2 separate regions of the Muntiacus reevesi genome follow, and region 1 is linked to region 2. Evidence: chromatin contacts called from public Hi-C data. All regions are on one chromosome and are shown on one strand. Each heading gives the region's core, a stretch centred on a gene start, on an enhancer-like site or on the middle of the called end of the contact. The rest is flanking DNA. Distances are from core to core; before and after follow the strand shown. Region 1 holds the start of ATXN7L3 (ataxin 7 like 3). Region 2 holds the start of GRN (granulin precursor).

The links. A called contact is a pair of places that touch in the nucleus more often than the background predicts.
Region 1: a contact with region 2 is called in a Hi-C map of blood, with 3 times the contacts expected there. The contact joins the promoter of ATXN7L3 here to the promoter of GRN in region 2. A contact is called at or near these places in 2 of 3 Hi-C or Micro-C datasets (blood and muscle).

What each region holds. Positions count from the first base shown.
Region 1 is chr18:18,519,536-18,525,147 of mMunRee1.1, reverse strand. ATXN7L3 (ataxin 7 like 3) reads right to left here and starts at 1,596. Exons shown (of 13, transcript XM_065909834.1): 1 at 1,347-1,596.
Region 2 is chr18:18,393,591-18,399,320 of mMunRee1.1, reverse strand. GRN (granulin precursor) reads left to right here and starts at 4,004. Exons shown (of 13, transcript XM_065909074.1): 1 at 4,004-4,160.

The sequences.
Region 1 (5,612 bases), core at 347-2,846, 130 kb before region 2:
GGGGGGGGGGGGGGATGTTGGTGTGAGTCCAAGGCACCTCCAATGGCTGCCACCTCCCCATCGCACCTCGTTGCCCAAAGCTTAATGGTGGCATCAAGATCTACCTCTCCCTAGGGCTTCTGTTAAGTCTGCATGGTCCTGCAGGGCCTGAAACCCAAGGGCGGCCTAGTCCTTCCCAGGCCTGAACTCAGGCCCTGGACTCCTACTGCCAATCAGAGTCTGGGTCTACAGGAGGCAGCAGCTCACCCCAGGTTCCCAAAACTCAAACCCCTCTTCCATACCCATGGTGCAATGCAGCAGGGGGAGGAGAAGGAACTCTAAGGCCTCAAAGCAAACCCACAGGGTGTGGCAAAGAACTGCACAGACTCCTAAATACACTCCCCCCCCCCTTCCAGGCTCTCCTCAGAGTCACCTCTGCTTTCAGCCAGGATGTCCACTTGGGGGGGTACTGCTACCAGAAGTAGGAATGGCCCTAGGACCCTACAACCTTCACCCCACTCTGTCTTCCCTTGAAATAAGCCTGCCACTGCAGACGGAGAGCAGAGCCCACAGAAGCCTAGAGCTAAAAGGGCATCCTAGCCACCATGAGCAAGAAAGAGGAGGTAGAATCCGGTGGGATGGCATGCCAGGAGTGGGCACTCCCCTTACCTGTTCTTGAGATAACCACCCTCCCTCCCTCAGGACCAGCCCGGAAGTCTCTCCAAGAGCCCCAAAGTCCAGGAATCCCCACCAAAGGATTCAGAAACAGAGCACACAGTCCGGGGCCCCTCTGAACGGTGGGTACGAGTTTAAGGAGCTGCCGGCCTAGAGTGGGGTGGGGACTGACAAACGAGCCGGGGGCACTGAGGAGGGTAGGAGGCCGGGCCTCGGCTCTTCCCCCGTCCCTGCGGCACTGCTGCTGCATCATACCGACTGGGGGGAGGAGAGCCGAGTCGCCGGAGGCCGGCGCCGGTCCGGGACAGACCGACCCCTAGAGAGTGGGCAGAGTGGGACACGTCCCGGCCCCTCTTCTTCCCCGCCCGCCGACAGCCCCGGCCGGCCGGGGAGAGGAGTCCTGGAGGGTGTCTCTATTGTCCCGGGGGCTGGGGCCTGGCTCCCTAACAAAGGCCCCGCGCCCCCTCCCCGGCCGGCCCTGCCCCGCCCAGGGGGGACCCAGACAGGGGGAGAGCTAGGGGCCCCGGCCGGGCCGGGAAGCCGGGGGAAGCCGGGCGTTTCCGCGTCGGCCCGGGGGGAGGGGAAGGGGCGCTGACCCAGACCTGGGGGGAGGGGGCCCAAGCCCCGCCTCGGGCCCCGCCCCCCGCCCCCCACAGGCCCCTCCCCCGTCCCCGTCTCCGTCCCGTACTCACCCCGCCCGGGGGGCCGCGCCGGGGCCCGGCGGCCTCTCAGGGCCGCGTCCTCCGGCGGCGGCGGCGGCGGCGGCTGCTCCGGAGCCCCATGTCCGTCGGTCCGTCCTCGCCTCTCCCCGGGGCCCAGGGCCCGGGGCCGGGGGGTCGGGCCGCCCCCCCGCCTCGCCGCCTCACCGGGCGGCCATGGCCCCTTCCCCTCCCTTCTCGTCCCGTCGCCGCCTCCTCCTCCTCACCTCACCCCGCCCGCGCGCAGTCCGCGCGCCGTCCGCGCGCCCCTCCCCCCGCCCCCCACTCCAGCCCGCCTCTCCCGGGCGGGGGGTGCGGCGCGAGCCCGGAGCGCGCGCGCGTGCCGCGACCGGAGGATGGATGGATGGAGCGAGCGAGAACGCGAGCGTGCGCGCGCGCGCCCCTCTCCCCCTCCCTTCGCGCGGGCGCGAGGCCAAGCGCGAGCGCGCTCCAACCTCCTCCTCTTCCTCCTCCCGCCCCTCCTCAACACCCCGCCCCCGCCCTCCCTTCCTCTTCCTTCTTTCGCTTTCGCGCGCCCAGCGACTGCTCGCGCCTGCTAGAAGGGCCCGAGCGCGTGCATCTGCCCGGCGGCCGCAGCTCGGCAGCATTTGCTCCAGGGGGCGGGGACCGGGCGGGGAGGAGGGGCGCCACGCCGCCGTCCAAAGTACCGGCGGACGGGGACGGGGGCGGGGATATGGGCGGGGCCTTCGGGAGCCACCTCGGCCAATCGCCGTCTTGCCTAGGCCCGGCCGGCCCAATAGGATTTCGGTGGGTGGAGCGGCGTTCAAGGTGAGGTGCGCGGTGCGCTGGGGGCGGAGACGTTGTGCCGTCCCGGCCGGCTCCGGGGCGGGGGCAGCGGGTGGCGTCGAAAGAGAGCGCCGGCTTCCAACCGCGCCTGGGACGCCTTCCGGCCCAGGCTCCCCCGCCCTTCCCTCCGGGCTCCCGGCTCTTTTACCCCCAGCGCCACCACCCCGGAGTTTACTTATGTGGAGAAGCCAGAGTTGAAGTGGGACGCAGTTACCACCTCAGGGCAGAAAACCGAGGGGCCTCGTCCGAGCCTCGGTTCCCCGTGTTTCTGTGCTGATCTCAGCCCACTCCGGGCCTCAGAACCAACAGACGCCCTAGATGAGGGTCCTCCACTGAGGGCGGAGGCTGAACTGTGCCATTCTGAGCGGAGTGCCCTCCCCGCCCTCATCCTAATTTAGATCCCACACCTGCTCGCCTTTCCTGCTTCCGGAACCCACGCTGGACCCCCCACCTCTCCTCTCCTTAGCCTGCCAGGCAGTGGCCAGACCCTTCCTCCGACCCAGTTCTTCTCCCCTATGTGTACCTATATCCGCGCGCTCTCACAGTCCCTCTTCGGGAGCAAAGGGCCTTTCCCAGCCGCAGTAGATGCCTAGACCGGCGCTGCCGTTTCGGTTACTCTGTCTGGAGTCCTGGAACGGGTGTATGACAGTCCTCTCCCCGCAGAAGATGAGTTTAAATGAAGAAAGCGTTAAATCTTTGCTTTGGGACCATCATTGACTCTTTAATCTTCGGCAAGCATTTATTGAGGCCCTAGTCCTAAGTGGTTAAGACCAGGAATCATCTCATCTGAATTCAAATCTGTGGACTTGACAAATGAACTTGAGCAAATGAGCCCTCTGTTGCCTCGCTTTCCTCTCTTGTCACTGAGTATGATGACAGTACTTATTAGGTTGTGGGAATTGACAAATCAGTACATGAGAAACTTAGTTCAATGTAAGTGTTTGGTGAATCTTAGCTGTTTTTGTGTGTTAATGCAAAGATAAGACACACTTCCTCAAGAAGTTCACAATTTGTGGGGTAGACAGACCTGTAGGAAAGTAATTGCCCAACAGTGTGATAAAAATAAGAGAGTTAGGGACTTCCCTGGCCAACCAGTGGTTAAGACTATACTTCCACTGCAGGGGCCACAGGTTTGATCCCTCCCTGGTTGGGTAACTAAGATCAAATACACTGTGTGGCATGGCCAAAAAAAAAAAAACAAAACAAAACTCCATAGGGGACAGAGGTGGCTAGGAGGAGGAGGAATCAAATGATGTAAAAGAGTTTCTTAGGAAAGGTTTCTTGCACTGGCTGAAACATAGGAATTGGTGGAGAAGTAAGCAGAACAGACCACACAGGACTAAGGGTGTGCTGAGAAGTTAGTGGGATTTAACCCTACAGGCTGTCAGAAGTCCTCAAGGGGAACTGTTTGACCAGACTTAAGCAGATGCTCTGGAGTGGGGAGTCTGGATAGCTTAAAAGTAGTAGGTTTTTGTCATAGCTTGAGATGTGTGGGGTGAAGGAGAGAGAGAGAGCCTGAAGACATTGTTAACCATGATGGGGAACTCTGGAAGGGCAATGTGAGGATACAGGAGAATGATGAGTTCTCACTGTTTGAGATTCGTTGGGAGTTATACTGTGGGATTACCTGTGGAGACTCTCAGAAGGTATTTGAATTTGAGTCTAGAGCCAAGTAGGAGGCCAGTACTTCAAGTGTCTTAGTGTGAATCAGAAATCCTCCACTCCGACGATACTGATCTGTTTCTTGGTCTCAGAATATGTCCAATATACCCTGCCGTAAGGAATTTACATATGCCCAGGAAGCCTTCCTGTCTCCTCCCTGTTTACCTAAATCCTTCCTCACTTCTCCACCCAGGCCACCCTCACAACAAACTCCTTTAAAACTAGATTGTACTCTTCATTTGGCACTTGGCCTGAGTGGTTCTGTGGTGGTGACCTCTTTGGGCACGTGCCCGGTCTCCACAGTTAGCACCAGTCAATAAACACTAAGGACTACACTGGTCCAGGCTCTGGGTGAGGCCTTGGGGTTACAGCAGCAAGCCAGAGAGACACACAGACCTTGTCTTAGTGGAGCTTACCACCCAGCAAAGCCTGATGTGGAAAAAAGGTTGAATGTGGAGGCATTCAGGCAGCCAAAGAAACAAACGGGTAGAAATCTTTTTGTCAGGACATCAGGGCAGGCTCCCTAGAGGGAGTGATCTTTCAAGTGGAGCCTTGAATTAACTAGAAAGAGAGGTTAAGAGGAGCATTCTAGGGAACAGTTATGTATATAGGCAGAATATGTAGAGGCCTGAGAAGAGTGTGGTGTGTTTGAGTCTGGGATGGTTTGTGCAATTAGACTTGGGCAAAAAAGAGGCTATATATAATATATAATACATATATATATGACATTACTATGGGCCATTCTTATTCCCTTGGTTGTATTGCACAGCATGCGGATCTTTTAAAAAATATTTTTATTTATTTGCCTACACTAGGTCTTAATTGTGGCATGTGGGACCTTTTAGTTGCAGCATTTGAAATCTTTGTTGCAGCATGTGGGATCTAGTTCCCTGATCAGGGATTGAACCAGGCCCCCTGTATTGGAAGTCTTAACCACTGGACCTTTAGGAAAGTTCCCTAATGAATATTTCTTGATTTGTCAAATGTATGCTATGTATGCTCAGTCGCTCAGTTGTGTCCGACTCTTTGTGACCCCACAGACTGTAGCCTGCCATGGTCCTCTGTCCAGGCAAGAATATTGGAGTGGGTTGCCATTTCGTCCTCCAGGTGATCATCCTGACCCAAGGATCAAACCTGTATCTGCTGCATCTCTTATATTGGCAGGCGGATTTTTTTTTTTTTTTAAACCACTGAGCTACCTGGGAATAGGTTCTGGGATTACTATAATGAATGAACACATAAGTTGTCTCCACCAGCTAATCCCACCATAACTCCAACATATCTCAAACTGAATGTGTTGGTTTGGGGAGATAGACAATGAACAGGTAAACAAATACAGAAACAAGGGGATCTAGGAGAAGGCCTCTCTAGAGAGGGTGGTCAGGAAAGGCTTGTGAGGTGACATTTGAGCCTAAGTCTGAAGGATGAAAAAAAAAAAAGCTATCTGTAGTGATGGGGGAATGGCATTTTGGGCAGAGAGAGCAAGTCCAAAGGTCTTGTAGGTATGTTTGAGTAGCAAAAGACATATCCCTTGGTTGGATCCTTGTGAGTGATTAGGGAGAGTGGAGTGAGGGAAGGGAGAGGGAAAACGGAGGCCAGGCCTTGTAGGGTCGTGGTAAGACAAGGCAAGTTGGAAGTGCAGAAATTAGATTTGTTTTTAAATGATAGCTCTGGTTGCTGTGTGCAGAATGGACTGTAGGGGGCAAGAGTGCAAGCAGGAAGATGAGTTTTAGGTTTTTGCAGAGGATGAGCAATGGTGATGGCCTTGAATAGGATGGGGATGTAAGCAGG
Region 2 (5,730 bases), core at 2,755-5,254:
CTGGTTCTGTTTCTTTGAAGAACCCTGAATAACATGGATAAGAACAGGCATTTCACAGAAGAAATACACATGCAGAATAAACATACAAAAAATGCTCAATTTCCCTAGAGATCAAGGAGATGCAGATAAAACAATCATGAAATATCTTCCATCATTAGATTGGCAAAAATTTTTAGATTTCCTGGGTCGGGAAGATCCCCTGAAGGAGGGGATGGCAACCCACTCCAGTATTCTTGCCTGGAAAATCCCATGGACAGAGAAGCCTTGCGGGCTGCAGTCCTTGGGGTCTCAAAGAGAAGGACATGACTGAAGTGACTTAGCATGCACACACGCACGTCCAATGTTAGTGAGTAAATGGGGAAAAAGTTCCCCCAAATACTTAGCCTGAGAGTGTAAACTGGAAAAATGTTAAGGCAGTTGGGCATAAACATTTCAAATGTGCATACTCAGGTAACCAGCAACGTTAACAAGTTAACATTCCTAAAAATGTTAGTTTTAGGAATTTAACCCCCATATACATACTCAGACACAAGTTCATAAATATTCATTGTATAATTATTTGTAACAGCAAAAACTGGAAACACATAAAAGGCTTCAATGACACTGGTTAGAGGAATTCCTTGGTAGTCCAGTGGTTAGGACTGTGTTTCCATTGCAGGGAGCATGGGTTTGATCCCTGATTGGGAAACTACGTTCCCACAAGCCACATGGCATGGCCAAAAAAATTTAAAAAAAAAGAGACTAGTTAAATAAACATCTAACAACTATAGTGTGGAATACTTGGCAATTGTCAAAAGGAAACTGATAAATAAGTCAAAAGACATTCCATGTTAATGGGCAGGAAGACTTAATAACTTAAACTGTTAACATGGTAATAAACCCCAAATACAGTGCATTCTCTGTCAAAATCTCAGTTGTCTTTGCAGAAACAGATTCTAAAATCCACATAGAAATTCAGGGAACTTAGAATAGCCAAGACAATTTTGAAATATAAGTTAGAGGACTCCTACTTCTCCTCATTTTAAAATTAGCTACAAAGCTATAGTAATTAAGACAGTGTAATACTGACCTTAAGGATGGACAGACACATCAATACAATAGAACTGATTGTCTAGAGTCCATTCCTCATATTTACAGCCAGTTGATTCTATCAAAATAAAAAATCGAAAGGCCTGATCAAAGGAGCCTGGGAGGAGTCAGGGAATAAGGCAAAAAGGGATGGACCTTTTGATATCAAATCTTTCTGTGACTCTGGATTGCTTCTTCTCAGTCTACCCTGTTCACAAAATGATGCTTCCTTCTTAAAAGCAAAAAGTAGAAGGAGAGAGATTCCTGACTTGGGAGGTTTAAGGACATGCGTGTTTGTTGAGGAATGTGGGAGAGATTTTTTTTCAGTCTTTGGGGGAACTGTACCCTCTCCACTGAAGTGGAGGTTCGCTGCATCCATTTTGACAAGACTTTTAGTAAATATCTTACATTCCTTTGCCACAGTAATCAAAGTAACTGCACATGATTAAAATCTTCTTAACTCGTACGAGCTCAGGCTCGTACCTTAACTATTAATTACTGTTCTTTAAGAGCAGCAGTTAAGATCCATTGAGTTGTCCAGGACTGTTTGTCCCTAAACTCAATGTCCCCAGGACATTTGGCTTCTAAGTTCTTCAGTCTGCTTTTTGTAATTTTTCCTATTGAATGCTTTTAATCCTTGCTAAACTGAAGTGATTGCTTCTAAAAAACTTCAACGCATAAATCCCCTGATTTTTCGGTATCTACCAATGCTGGGAAGTCAGGTGACAGCATTTATTAAAAATATATAAAATAAAAGAGGCACTGCATGAGGGTCACCTAGTGCTTTCACGGAGAACATATATGATCCTTCAGAGGGAGTTTCTTAGCCTCAGCACACCTGAAATTTTGGGCAGAATAATCTTTGTTGTTCTCCCCTGGTGGCTTAGATGGTAAAGAATCTGCCTGCAATGCAGGAGACCTGGGTTCAATCCCTGGGTCAGGAAGATCCGCTGGAGAAGGGCATGGCAACCCACTCCAGTATTCTTGCCTGGAAAATCCCTTGGACAGAGGAGCCTGAGGGGCTACAGTCCATGGGGTCACAAAGAGTCGGACACAACTGAGCGACTGACACTTTCAGTCTTTGTTGTGGGGGCCATCCTGTGCATTGTAGGCTGTTCAGCAACATCCCTGTCTCCTGCCCCTCGATGCCAGTAGCATCGCCCCACAACTGTGACAATTTAGAATGTCTGCAAACACTGCCTAATGTCCCTAGTGGGCAAATCACTCTATTATGGATTTTGTGATATTTGTTTCAGTCATTCAAGGTTGCTTTTTTTTTTCCTCTTTGTGTAATTTTTTTTCTGGTTCCGTGTAGTCATGATTATAGGTTCATTTATTGATTTGCCAAACATTGCATGGTATTTGTGTATCTGTGCTTGCTGTGTCCATAGAAGCATATGGATATATGAGACAGGGAATAAGCATAGCAGTATACAGAACAGTCCTGATTCTCAGCAGGGGCCTAATCCACCGTTTGGACCCTCTGCAGGCCCAGGCTGAGCACCGCTGTCACATAGTTCCTCAACTCTGCCACTTCTTCCTTACACAGACTCCCACCACCCCTGAGTTTGCCTATTTGTCCCCAATCCCAGCCTCACCCCCACCCCAAGCTCTCTGCCTAACCTACAGTGCTTCCCATCCACTTGGCAACCAAGCACTGCCCTTCCTCCAGTATCTCCTGGTACATCTCCCTTCACCCATCTCTGCCTGGGCCAGGCCCTGTAGCTCCTGCTACTGGTGAATCTGTTCTGTGTGGTATATTTTCTCTCCCTCACTGGCTTCCCTGGTGGCTCAGATGGTAAAGAATCTGCCTGCAATGTGCAAGACACCGGTTTGATCCCTGGGTTGGGAAGATCCCCTAGAGAAGGGAATAGCTACCCACTCCAGTACTTTTTCCTGGAGAATTACATGGACAGAAGAGCCTAGAAAGCTACAGTCCATGGAGTCGCAAAAAGTCGGACACAACTGAGCGACTAACACTTTCACTTTTGGGCTTCCCTGGTGGCTCAGTGGTAAAGAATCTGCTTGCAATGCAGGAGCCTGCGGTTTGATCCCTGGAGAAGGGAATGGCAATCCACTTTAATATTCTTGCCTGAAAAATTTCATGGACAGAGGAGACTTCATGGGGTCGCAGAGTCGGATACGACTGAATACACACGCTTGCGCACATCAAGTCAATTCCCGAAAGGCAGGGCTTGACTGAAACTAAGGAGCTTCTTCCGGTATGCACCCACACCCAGTCAGCCCAGCCTGGTGCCACACACCCAGCTACTCCACACGTGCACTGCATTGAACCTGGCGTTCGATCCCCGCCCAAGGCTGCCCTTCCCATCTGGTTTTCTAATGCTTTCCCCAATACCCCCTGTCTAGCCACTTCTCCAACCCCTCCCCACTTGCCACTTAAGATCCTCCCAGACTCAGCTCCAAAAAGTGCCCCCAAGGTGGAATTAAATCTTTTTTTCATGCTCAGATCTAACCAATACCTCTTCTCTACACACACCCGGAGCACCTGGAACGCGATTCTCCAACCCCCACCCCACCCCCTGCTGTGAGCACCTTGAGGAAAGGGCCTGAGGTCTGTTTATCCTTGCCCTCACAACTCTCATTCAGCCCCCTTTGGGGCCCGGCTGCCGAGCCTTAAATCTGCATGGGATGAAGAGAATACAGACAAATGTTCTAAATCTAGGAGACACCCCTTAAACGCTCTTGAACGCACCCACTAAGGGGCAGATCTCTTGGCTCTCAACGTTCCCGGAAAGGAGCTGACCCTCGGGATGGGTCAACAGAAGGCGGCGGGCACCCGCAAACAGGCTGAGCCGTCCCAGGGCGTCACATGATTCCCCAATCACATGATCCCTAGAAATGGGGGGTTGGGGAGAGAGAGGAAGGAGGGAGGGGAGTGAATTTGAGTAGGACAAGACACACAGGATTCCAGGTTGGCCCCGCCTTTACGTCGACGAGTAGCCAATGGGAGTGCGACATCCCGGACACCTGACCAATGGAAATTGAGGTGGGTGGGCCGTCGAGCCGAGTGGCCCAAGTGGCTGAGCTGCCTGACCGCTGCTAACCAGCGATCGCGGACCCCGACGCAGGTAAGGAGGGGGGACCTCGCTTGCTCCTTCCCAGGGGCCCAGCCTGGGGGACGTGGGAGATGGGGCTCCTCTGGAGTTTCAGCAGGGATACAAAAAAAGATTCCCTTATAGAAACTCCGATGCACTGGAGGGAGTTTTATGGGTGGTGGGAGTAAACAGTAATTGCAGTGACCCCCATTAGAAGGGGCTCTCTCTCTCCAGCATCCCTGGAAGCTGCAGCCCCTTCTCCCAAAGAAGAGATCACTGTTCTTGAGTCGACTCCGCCCCCATCGGCAGGTGCTGGTAGTGGTGCTGGTGGGCAGTCCCCTCAGCGGCTGGGAGCAAGCTAGGCGCCCGCCCCTGGCCCCCGATCTCAGAGAGCTGGGAGTGGGGCTTGAGACCCTGGCCTTCTTAAAGACAGTAGGGACTCGGGAGTGGTGATTGAACCCCTGGGTTGTGTCTGACTCTAACTTCCTCTCGTGGAGGGGTGGGACGAGCTAACTTCCGTCTCCCCCGGTCACTTTTTCCTGCTCTCTCCGCTGCTGGGTTGGCTCACCTTTTGGGAAATCTCTCTCCTGGCACTCGAAGTGGGGGGCTGCCACCTAGTGGAAGATGACGGAGCTGGGGGCTTGAAGAGGCTCCTGTCCTCCCTCTGTGTAGTGGCAGTGTCGGTGGGGGTGAGAGGTCACCTCTTGGAACCCTACTGAGATGAATTGGGTTCCCTCTTCCCCATTCTGGTCCTGAGTGTGTGTGCACGCGCATGCATGTGTATTCAGTAGAAGCGTACACTACTTCCGAACCTCAGGATACCCAGGAAGAAGGATGTACCCAAATGAATCACTAGGGTGCTGAGTAGTCAGAGATGTGTGCGGACAGGCATTCCTTCTGGCCAGGGCAGCCCAGGAGGCTGCGGAGGGTTATGGTTGGACTCCTAAAAAGCAGGGCGGCCAGCTCCCTTTCCAGGGAGCTGTGAGCATTGGGGAAGAGAGTGAAAGGGCTGAGGTCCAGGACCAGTCTCCTTCAGCCTCACCTGTACAGGAGATAGCCTCCTGGGGATGGTCTTTGAGTTAGGGAGAGGGCAGTGAGGAAAGCCAGGTGAGGGAGAGAGGATGTGAGTGACCCTGTGTGTGCTATTCCCTGCCACACAAAGTGTGCAGTGTCCACACACAGACTCACTGAGAACTGAGGCCCAGAGACAGGAAGCAACTTTTGAGGCCTTCATTCTAGCACTCATGTGCAGTATCCAGTCAGCCCCTGTACCCCACATTTCTGTCTTGGTCCAGTCCACCTGCTCAAAGAAACATTTCTATTCCTCTTCTCTGCTTGGACATCAGGCCTGTATCCTCCTTGGGTTTGGGGGGTCCATTCCCAGGCACTGTCCATGGTACCACTTGTGAACCCAGGTCCAATTTACTCTGGAGCCATCAGAGCCTGTCATCTCTATGTCTTGATATATGACATGGGCGGGTTACTTCCTATCTCTGAGCCTCAGTTTCCTCCTTAGAAAATTAAAGGTAATAATTCCTATTTTGGATGGTTGTTACAGGAAAAAAAAGAAAATAACATAGAATGTTGTCACTGGCTCCTAAAA